Regions from separate parts of the Capsicum annuum genome. Here region 1 is linked to region 2. A link is a contact called in public Hi-C data. All regions are on one chromosome and are shown on one strand. Each heading gives the region's core, a stretch centred on a gene start, on an enhancer-like site or on the middle of the called end of the contact. The rest is flanking DNA. Distances are from core to core; before and after follow the strand shown.

Region 1 (5,545 bases), core at 1,541-4,040, 320 kb before region 2:
AAATCAGTGGGTAAAATTTCTTACCTATTTGTACTATATAAGATCCATGGTTACAATTTCCTCCTTGTTGTAACTTGTGTACCATTAAGTGATATAATCCTCCCATTTCCGAGTAAGAAAGGTTGCTGAGAGAGTGGTCTAGGGAAGTCCCTGTAGGCCATCTATGGGCTTGACGTTTAACGGATTACTCTCTGGTTTATGATTTCTTCCTGATGTACATTACTTGACAAATATAACCATATCATGCTACGCTAAACAAGGGAGCTGAGAGAGTAACCATCATGCATGGGTTCACATTAGCCCCTATCTCAACCCACACGGCTCTCATTTCAACTGCAAGCTTTAGAAACACCCTGGGAAACTTTCCCTAAACAATTTTAACTTTTCTATCTCAATGATCTCTGAAATTATAGTCATCTTATGCTCACTGTTACAATTTTTTACTTTACTTCTTTCGATATGTACAACCGAACTAGGTTAGTAAGCTACCATGATTCAAGGTTTGGTTACCTGTTGGCTTATGGAGTATGTTTCTGTCTATATTTGACATTAATTGGGTAATGCCACATAGCACCAAAGAGGCCTTTGAGTGCTGGTGCAATTGGAGAGTTGGTAAGGCCATCAAGTCAATCTGGAAGATGATACCTGCTTGTATTTGTTGGTGCGTATGGTCAGAAAGGAACAACAACAGATGTTTTGAAGGTTTATTAACTCCAAATCACTCCGTTAAGGCTAGATGTCTTTTGTATCTATATAGTTGGCATAACCTTTCACCCATAGATTCCCCTGAGAACTTTTTGAACTTTGTTAGCTCCCTAGTACTAGTGTAGCCTTTTTTGTTTTTGAGCTAATGTACTATTGTCATTTTCTAACTTTTTGTACTATTCTGCATCTTTTTGATCCCAGCAATGAAATTTCTTATTACTTCATCAAAAAAAAAGTATTTGTTACCTAATGTGACACGTTGAATCTAAAGTAGGTTAGTAAGCTAACATGATTCAAGAATTGAAATAGGAAAAAAAGTGAAGGTGCAAATTTAATCTAAAATAGGAAATAACTGAAGATATTATTCAGTTACCTGATGTGACATGTTGAATCTAAGTTAGGAAGCAATTGACAAAAGAAATCAATTACCTCCTTAATTGTGAACCCTAAGGTGCTGGGTATCAGCTTTAACATAGTCCAAAGGATGAGAAGGAATGACTTCAAAGATCATTTATTTTGGAGGAAGTAAAGGAAGCATTGAGAATCTATGATGGTGCCAAAGTTCCTGGCCTCGACTACTAATTAACTATACAATGGCATTTACCTGAAGTGCTGGTAATTGCAAAAGAGTAAATGATGAATACTTTTCAACATAAGAGCGTTGAGAATAAGCTTCACATTGCTCTTATACCAAAGAGAAGTGATGCCAAGGAGCTAAAGAATGATGAACCTAAACGTTTGATAGGAGCCAGGAGGCATATACCTTTTAGAAATACAATTCTACTATAAGTTTTTTCTTTGAGGAACAACTTATATCCTACTTTGCATTTTGAAGACTTTGTAAGTGTAAGGTTCCTTATTTAGAATCATGCTTTTCATCATTAAAGTTTTTAATTTTTTAGGTACAAAATTTGGAACTGGTAAGTGTTATTATATGATTCGATGATACTAGTATCTTTTTTCCACCTTCAGGATGGGTTAGTGTTCAAAGTGTCTTTGTTGATAAACTATGTGGTGGTATGGGAATTTGGAAACTACATCTGAGAGCAAATTTGTATGTCTTTCAAGTGTTGATTAAACAAATTTGCGTACATCTATAAATATACTGTCTCTATCACATCAGAAAAGGAGAAACAAAGGAAAAGGAAAAAACTACAAAGCATAACAAAATTCATGAAAACAAGCTGTCCTTTTTCTTCTCCCTAATGTTGACTTGTTTAAGCAGACCGATCCAAACTGGAGCAATTTCCTCTATGATGAGTCTGAAAAAGTAATCAATCTCATCGACTTTGGAGCAGCTCGTGACTACCCCAAAAGTTTTGTGGATGATTATCTAAGAATGGTAAGATGCCTTTTCTTACTTGAATTGCTCTGGAATTTATTTTCATTATTTACAAGTTATGTAGTTATGTTTCACTGGATAGAGCTCTGGGGGAAGCTTTAAATAATTATATGGTTCAGCCAAATGAATAATGATATGTCTTTGCCCCACTTTGGAACTACCAAATCTACATAAAAAAACTGGTGCTCAAGTTGTAGTGGTCTTATCTCTGATCTCAACTATTGTTTATTGGCGTTGAAGCTTGCATTTTTTCGCCAACTTTCTTTAAAGATTATATATGAAGCATTCTTTTATTGTCTTAAGTTAGCAGTAGCTTTCTCTAGTAAAAGCATAATCATCTCTGGCAAACTACATATTTGACTTTAGCTTTTGGTTATAACAAATAATATATGGTTGGCATTTAGTCTTTAGACCTAGATGAGCACACTTTTATATTCCATTATTCTTTACTCTGAGATACTGATCGATCACCAAAACCAGGTTTTTGCTTGTGCAAACAATGACCAGGAAGCAATAATAAAGTTGTCTCAGAGGCTTGGTTTTCTCACAGGGGAAGAATCTGAAATAATGACGGAGACGCATGTTCAGGCAGGTTTTGTTGTGGGGTTGCCATTCTCAAAGCCTGGAGGTTATGATTTTCGAGCTAACAATATTACTCAAAGCATTTCAAATCTTGGAGCAACGATGCTGAGGCACAGGCTGACACCGCCACCTGAGGAGGCTTACAGTCTTCACCGTAAGCTTTCTGGAGCTTTCCTTGCTTGCATAAAGCTTGGGGCTGTAGTGCCATGCAGGGAGTTGTTACTTGAAGTGTACGAGAAATATGAGTTTGGCGAACATGATAGTGAAAGATTGGCAAGCGGATGAGAGTCATGATGGAGATCCATCTACCGCATTGTAAACTGTCCGTCGGGTTCAAGGATGAGGCAGAAAGTCCTTAAGAATGAGAAAGCCAACTAAAAAGCTATTCATGGTCTGGAATGCATTTAAATGGCAGTATCTGCGGCTCTATTTGCTGCTCCATTGGCTATACCTCCATTTAGTGAAGCCTATGTTCACATAAACTCATGAGTGACATATATTGATTTACGATCCTTCTAGCACAACTTGCTGAAGTGTCGTTCCTGCTTTTCAGGAACTGCGGAAATCTTTTTGGAATAATACAAATTTGAAAAGGGGGAGGATATACAAATTTGAAGTCTTATGTAATTGCTATAGGAAAATTTAAGAGAAATAATTCTGAAAAATGTACTGTACACTTTTAGCCATTTTCGTCTTCAATATAAGCGCTATTTGTTGAATCCCCTCAAATGAAATTAACTGTTCAAAAGAAATGGTTTAACTTTAGTCATATCTGAAAAGTCAAAATGCAAACTAAAATTGGCTTTCGTATATTATTTATGTAAAATAATCCATGCATAGTTGCTTATTTATAGATGAAAAGCAAATGCTTTTGCCAAATCTTGCAAAATGGACAACCAACGTGGACATATGCTTTGATACCATAATGATGTAAGTAGCTTGGCTCACATCTTGTGTAAAAGAGAGTTTCTTCAAATTTGTATTCAAACAAAATATATATATATATTGGGATTCACTTGGAACTCCTAAGAAAAGTAGGTGATTTGATCCTATTAAGGGATATAGGGATTTGTATCAAACCCCTATTAACACAGGAGGTGAACCCCGGTGTGGGATAGTTCTATTAAAAAATAATAATCCAATAAACTAAGATCCCAACATATTCAAATCTTTGCTTGTGGTTCTATTGAGGGAAAAATTTTATTTTGAGTCTCATATGCCAAAGTCATAGTTGTATGAACTCTTCAAAACTTGACATGGGGACAAAACGGGCTTACTTGAATCACAATTTTGTCTTTTCTCTAAATCTTTGCTCCTCTTCCAAATAAATCTCTTTTACTTTTCCTTCTATTACACTTATATAAACTGAAAAAAAAAATTCATTACTTTTACATTATCGTTTTGTGAGGGATTCATCGAAGAAATAAAGTGATTGTGAGGGTTTCATCAAAGAAATAAAGTGATGTAAAAATATTTCTCCCATAGTAACTTTGGATCTCTATTTTTATTTTTTTCTATTCACAATCTATTTTCTAATTATTATTAAATACTTCATATCTTTTTTAGTATGTAGATTAATTTCTTTCGGGGATTATTCCATCTTCTTGAAAGGCTGCAATGAATCTACTATAGTAGTTTAATTGTTAATAGATATGGATAAAAGTAGGGTTGGACATAAAATATCAAAAATTAAATTATCGAACCGATTAATTAAAATTCGGCAATTAGATATTTGGTATGGTATTCGGGAGTAAAATTTAGACATTTTGGTATTTGGAATTGGGTTTGGTACAAGATATTAATACCGTTTGGTATTCGATATTTACCAAATATCGTAATATATATATATATAATATGATATGTGTAACCAACCCAATAGAAAATAGTATTAGTCATCCTAAAGAATCTCTTGGACCTTAGTAATATATTCATAAAAAGTAACAAAAGGAATACTAAATATGGTTTCTATTAAATATACTTTTTGAAGTTTAAACGTACATTTGCGCATCTCCAATTTTAATATGGTATTACCAAAAATCGTACCGAATCAAAGTTTAATTTATCAATTACCAAATTACCGAATCGATATTTATAAGTATGATATGCGGTATCTACGTTCAAATACCGATTATCGATTTACCGAATCCAAACTTTGAAAATACTGAACCGAATACTGAACGGTCCACCCCTAGATAAAAGTGATTTCATGAAATGTTTATAGCTCTTTCTAAACGAGCAAGGGAAAAATTAAAAAGAAAGAGGAGACAAATATTAGACTATAGAAAGAGAGAGTGAAGAGAATATACTTCCTCCATCCCATAAATTTATGTGCCGCAGTTTTTTTTTATTCGTCCCAAAAAGATATCGTCTTTTTTTATTTGATAACTATTTAAAAATATAATTTCTTATTTATCCTTATTGGTTCACTTAATTGAAAAATAATAGTAATACATTTTCAATATAGGATAATTTCATAAACATCACTAAGTCTTTTCTTATTTTTTAAACTCTGCCGATCAAAGTATATTACATAAAATAGGACGAAAGAGTTGATCAAAGCATGTTACATAAAATAGGCAGAAAAGAGTAATTTTTATTAGGATAGAGAGTAATTAGAGGAGTTTGTTTGGACAAAGAAAAATGATTTAAAGAGAGAAAAATTATAGTACATGTGGGCTCCACTTGTCCAAATGTCAAGTTTTGAAAAGTCTCACACAAATATAAGTTTGGTAAGTGAGACTCAAAATAAAATTTAGTTGAAGTTTGAAGAAGTCCGCGTTTATGATGAAAATTTAATATTTAAATTTTTTTCTATAGATTGTGGCATCACCAATTAAATAATTTTTTAAAATTTGGTCAACTTTTAAATTTTCTGTCAAACTTCATTTGTAATAATTGCGTATATTTCTTACCTCG
Region 2 (5,582 bases), core at 674-3,173:
TCATCGCGATACCCACCACAACGCGGTGGAATCACGGTGACTTATTGGTTCATGACAATTGTTGTTTTGGGGTTCACCGTGATGCGATGCAATCGTGGTGACCCACTGGAATTGGACAAACATCAATTTGGCCACTACCGCAATGTGATGGCCTTTGCATCACTATTCTCACCGCGACACGGCCCAATCACGGTGAGCCACTGGAATAAAATCCAAACAAAATTTCAGACGCTCATCAAGACTCAATCAATAGGGAGGCTTTTGGAATATTTACGGGTAGGAATAACGGTCTATATTCTAGCCCGAAATATGGGTCGTTACATGATCTATCTATTGCAATAGATGAGTCATTTGTTACAATAGATGACCCACCTGTTGCAACAGATATCTATTGGAAGAAATCAAAATAATTTAGCTACTGGTTTGATCCAACCGATTACCTATCTATTGCAACAGGTGGGTCATTTGTTGGATAATTTATTTTGATTTCTTCCAATAGATGACCCATCTGTTGCAATAGGTGGGTCATCTGTTGGAAGAGTTGCTTTAATTTATTCCAGCAGATGGGACATTGCTATAATAATTTAAGCCAGTTAACCAATAGATATATAGTTGTTTCCAACATTATGTATCAACAAGAACAAGAACACCAAGCTCTATATCACCACACAGACACACACACACTCTAAATAACATCAATGTTTTTGCCAATACACTAACACCATCAACAATAACACCAACAATACCAACAAAATAAAACATACTTAGAACACAAACAACACCAACAAAACAAACAAAGAACACCAACAACACACACCAACATTCATTAACAACACCAACAAATACCAAGTGAAGTGATTCGATACAACAACACAAACAACAAGATAAAATTATCAATTTTTGAAAAAGGTCAAAGTTTGAGTTTGTGTAATTTTTACAGCAATGTTCGAGAACAAGAACAACAACAAGAAGAAATTATATTTTCCTCAGAAAATATACTCCATTTACATAAACCACCATATTAAGACAACAACTACCACAAACTAGAATTTTCTCGAGTTCTTCTTGCATTTTTTAGCATCAAAACTCAAAATTGTTAACCCATACTTGAAAATGATACAACTAAAGTTCTTCTTTTTCTTCATTAACTAAAAAGCCCTAATTTTTTAGAAAAAACTAAAAATATAGAACTCTTGCCTGCAAAGAGAGAGAAAATGATGGGTACAAGGAAGAAAAAAGTCAAAAATAACAATTGATGTGGTCGAAAATAGGAACAAAATTGATCTGTTATAAAGGGTTTGAGCAATCTGTTGGAATAAAGAGTTGAGTATTGAGAAAGAGAAAAGATGAAATGTTTTGAGATTTTTTAAAACAAAATTGAGGGAAATCATTAGCCTCTTGTATTATTTTTATTACACATTAATTAGAAAAATTGTGGGGGGTTGATTTGTATTTTAAAAACGAATAACAAGTTTTGAAAATGCTAATTTGATTTCAATTATCTTAATTAATTTTTTAAAAGGGATTCTAATTAATAGATTGATAAATTGACTAATTTGATGTGAAATGATTCAAATTAAATCATTATTAGTAATAACTAAATTGATTTAGGTAAAATTATCTTTCAATTAATAAGTTCAATTATAATTTTAATTAGTTTCATAGTAATTATATATCAATTAAATGTATTCGTCTAAATAGAGTGATCAATTGATTAATTTGATGTATAATGATTTATATTAAATCATTATTAGTAATAACTAAATTGATTTAAGTAAAATTACCTTGCAATTACTAAGTTCAATTAAAATTTTAATTAATTACATAATAATTAGTAATTACATGAAAAACTAAGTGTATTCATCATTGATTAATTGACTAATTTAAGATACATTTACTAAATCATTATTTAGTTCCCAAAAATACGAACCGAGGGAGTAAAAGTTATGTTTGTCCAAATAAAATTAGAAACTTGTGCTTCCATTTGTGAGGTATTTCAAAGTGTGTTTAGATTAGAGTAGAGTAGAGGAGGTGCCACTTGAATTCCCGATTAGGTATAACAAGGAAAAAGGGTTTAATGATGATTGGCGGCAAAATCCAGGAAATGGAGGATGATGTTACTGTGGAAGAGTATTTGAGGAAAGAAGTAGCCGATTGGGATGATGAAGTGAAGTGCGTTGCGAGGTTCAAGGCATTCAGCGGTCAGAGAAGTGATTGGGAGTCCCTTTATGTATTCTGGAGGGATTTGATACTCAAAGTTGCTCGACACCTTCGTATCTTCATTATTCGTCCTTCTCAGGTGAACCAACCTCTCTTTTTTTATTTCTTAAGTCTTACTTTCTAACATTTGTGATGACAAGAATTGACCCTTTCTTTTGTGTTGTCAATGGAAGGTGAAGATGTGGTTCAACAGAGGAGGCCTCGTTCCTTTGTGTCTTGATCAAGTACTGGTATGCCTTACTTGGCCATTTTGATATGTCATTTTACTTGCAGTAGTCATATTTAGAGTTCCCAAAGCATTATTAATAAGGTTAGTTTAGTAAAATGCACCTTTGATAAAAAGCTTTTGTAAGGGGTGTGTCAAGTCAACATGGATCGAGTAATATGAATTGGATGGAGTAGTAAATGTTCAATTTTTTTTTTGGTGGGTTTGGAAATGTATTGCATAAACAAATACTTGTCTAAGTTAGCTTGCGATTTTTGGTTGGGATGGACCGAAAGAGCATGAGGGGGGTAGTAGTGGGAGTTGGAAATTCTAGCAATTGAATTTGAAGTTAATATCCTCAAGTTTGTGCCTCAACTTGAAGTAGTGTTTAAGTTATGTATATGATTGAGAACATGATCATGCCACTTATCTAGAGATACTGATTTCACTAGTCAAGTTTTCCAAAAATCTAATGCTTAACTTACATTTGATGTGTTAGATTCTAAAATCTACTTTCAATGTTTGACACAATAGACGTATCATTAATCTCTATATCGAGATATGATGGCATCAATTAACATACTATTTCACGAATAAATATTCTTACCAGACATTTTGCTCTATCTCAAGATCTTACCTTTTAATAAATCAAAATGACAATATACATATATAGCTCATAATAGTTACATCACGATTGAGAATATAAGTTAGTCAGTCTAAAACACTATCTTTCCAATCTCGAGAAAGATTTCCTCAAGCAAGGCACATAGTGAAGAATTTGGGTCCCCAGAGTCTCTGGAGAGAAGCTAGATTTTGTGATTGATTCATAATTGGAGATGGAAGATTGAAGAAACCCAACCTGACACCACAAAAGAAAGGGTTTCCTATAAAATTCTGATAAGTAGAATTGGCAGCAAGGTCATTTACTGCATTATTGAAACAATAGAGAGTGATAATTATGGGAGACTAGGGTTTTAATAACAACAAATCCTGTGTAATCCCACAACTGGCATCTGGGGAGGGTGGTGTGTACGCAGTTTTACCCCTACTTGTGAGGGTAGAGAGGTTGTTTCCGGTAGACCCTCGGCTCAGGTAAACTAGTATTCTTTAACCTAGATCCAAAAAAAAAAATGACTTCTATCAACTTGCTTAAGTTATCTAGTACATGTATTGGTGGGAGAATATAGAAGTCTGGTGGATTGAGTTATCTAGTACATGTATTGGTGGGAGAATATAGAAGTCTGGTGAAACTGTTGAGGTGCGTGCAACTTAGTCCAGCCACCACTGTTCAAAAATAAAAGGCATAGCATTAGGATTTTGGTGAATGGTCACAGAGAAGGATGAAAGGAATTTTGTGATGATAGATAAAGTTAACTTCAGCACTTTTGCCAGAAGAGGAAGGCTTTGTTATAGAGATGGCAAACTTTCTTCGAGACCTATATCAAAAGGAAAAGCAGACGGTAACAGTAGAAGAAGAGTATCTGGTCAACTATGGGAAGCTTAACTGCCTGATAGAAAGTATATTGATTCCCAATTGGAAGTTGTGATTCCTCTAATGGTGACTGTTCATCAAAATCTAAGCATGGAAGTAATGAGACCCTAAGAAATCCCCAAAGAAGATTCTAGTAATTTAATCACCGTCAGTTTTGCTTTATTAGGGGCTTGCTTTGTGTTTTCTTTAAAGACAAGAAAAGAAAAAGGAGACTCTGGGCAAAGTGCGTATTAAAACATTTTATATTGTCGGAAATGTATCTTTTTGACTTAAAGAAGACGTACACATGTGGAAGGAAGTTAGCAGCAGAAGATTATTCATTTTGCAGAAAGGTGTATAAGAACCTAGGTAGATCATTCTTCATTTAGTGATACTGATGAAGATGAGTAACAGGAAGCAAATTCTAGCTGCTAGCTGTATCAAGACTAAATGGGACAGTGACACTGAAAATTTGATTTTACTTGTTAATGGCAAAAATGTAATACAATGTAAATATGGAAAGAGTTATGTATTAATGGCAAAAATGTAATACAATGTAAATATGGAAAGAGTTATGTATCCCTGTAATTAGGTAACTAGGAGATTTTGTAGGAATGCAATTATTTTCTTCGTTTTTTCTTTGTTTATATTTCTTTTAAAGGTTAGTTAAACCCTAATGGCTTAAGGGAATAATCAAGTCACCTATTCACGAATTCTCTTCTTCTATTTTTGTTTCACATTATCAATGGTTGGCCTCTTAGAACTACTGATAAGAACATGGAATAACTGTATTACTGCCTGATTCAGATTGGAATCAATTAAAGTGTTTTGGACAACATTTAAAAGAAGTAGTTTGGATAACACTGAGGCAAGCTCATTAAAATGCAAATTTGAAAGAGCTAATAAGAAGGTTAACATAGGAAGAGCAAGAAAAAAAATCAGCAATGAAGCTTCCACTCTACAAAAAGAAAACCAAGAAATGAAGCTTATCTCGGACTGTTGCATGAAGTTGGATGGAGGAATAAAGTTCACGATAAATTAGATGAACACAATGAATTATTCTATAAGGTTTGTTTGCTGTTAGGATAGAAGGGATCTTTCATTAGTCTATGTTGTTTTTTCCTCTTACTTTAGTATACTCTGTTATACATGCGTCTTACCCTGCCTTCTGTTCTTTCTGATTCAATCTCTTTTGCATGAAAATATATCAAAATTATATTAATTGAACAGTATCATTAATCATCAAAAGAGATTGTAAGCAAATTATCTTAAAATCCAATAAGTTGAATCAGTACCTCTTTTAAATGTTCACGCTGGAATTAAATTCTTTCCTGCCCCATGCATTTGTCTGTCCACACAATGCATCAGCCAGAAGTATGACGATACTATTCTTTACATAGCTTGAAATGTATACTGCTGGTGAACTATTGCGGAATCTGGGAGTTGCTGATCCAGCTAGTGGTTGGGTTTCTCAAATGTTGTGGAGAGTAGTAAATTTGGGAGGTCTGCTGAGACCTTCTACTCAAGAAAAGCTTGCCGAAGACTATTACATAATTCCTGTGTTACTGAAGGTAATTGTCTTGTTCTTAAAATAATCATTGATATTATTCATCTTTATGTACCAGATTTGGGGGGGATGTCATCTATATAAAACTGATCCTTCCAAAAAGCCCGTGTGAAACCAAA

Evidence for each region. Hi-C and Micro-C count contacts between places; a contact is called where the count stands out from the background.
Region 1: a contact with region 2 is called in a Hi-C map of leaf, with 2.0 times the contacts expected there. The contact joins the enhancer-like site here to the promoter of LOC107840038 in region 2. A contact is called at or near these places in 3 of 5 Hi-C or Micro-C datasets (leaf and placenta).

The regions. Positions count from the first base shown.
Region 1 is chr1:154,287,521-154,293,065 of UCD10Xv1.1, reverse strand. LOC107852420 (protein ABC transporter 1, mitochondrial) reads left to right here. Exons shown (of 8, transcript XM_047398155.1): 7 at 1,931-2,047; 8 at 2,528-3,348. The coding sequence ends at 2,914. Among protein-coding and RNA genes, the nearest start is that of LOC107852420, 11 kb to the left of the region's middle. Within about 2 kb of position 2,790, at least 2 of the 5 cell types and tissues checked have an H3K27ac peak or open chromatin away from gene starts, as enhancers often do. A contact at or near this core is called in leaf, where this site is marked.
Region 2 is chr1:153,970,393-153,975,974 of UCD10Xv1.1, reverse strand. LOC107840038 (charged multivesicular body protein 7) reads left to right here and starts at 1,923. Exons shown (of 8, transcript XM_016683753.2): 1 at 1,923-2,299; 2 at 2,394-2,450; 3 at 5,297-5,467. The coding sequence starts at 2,078.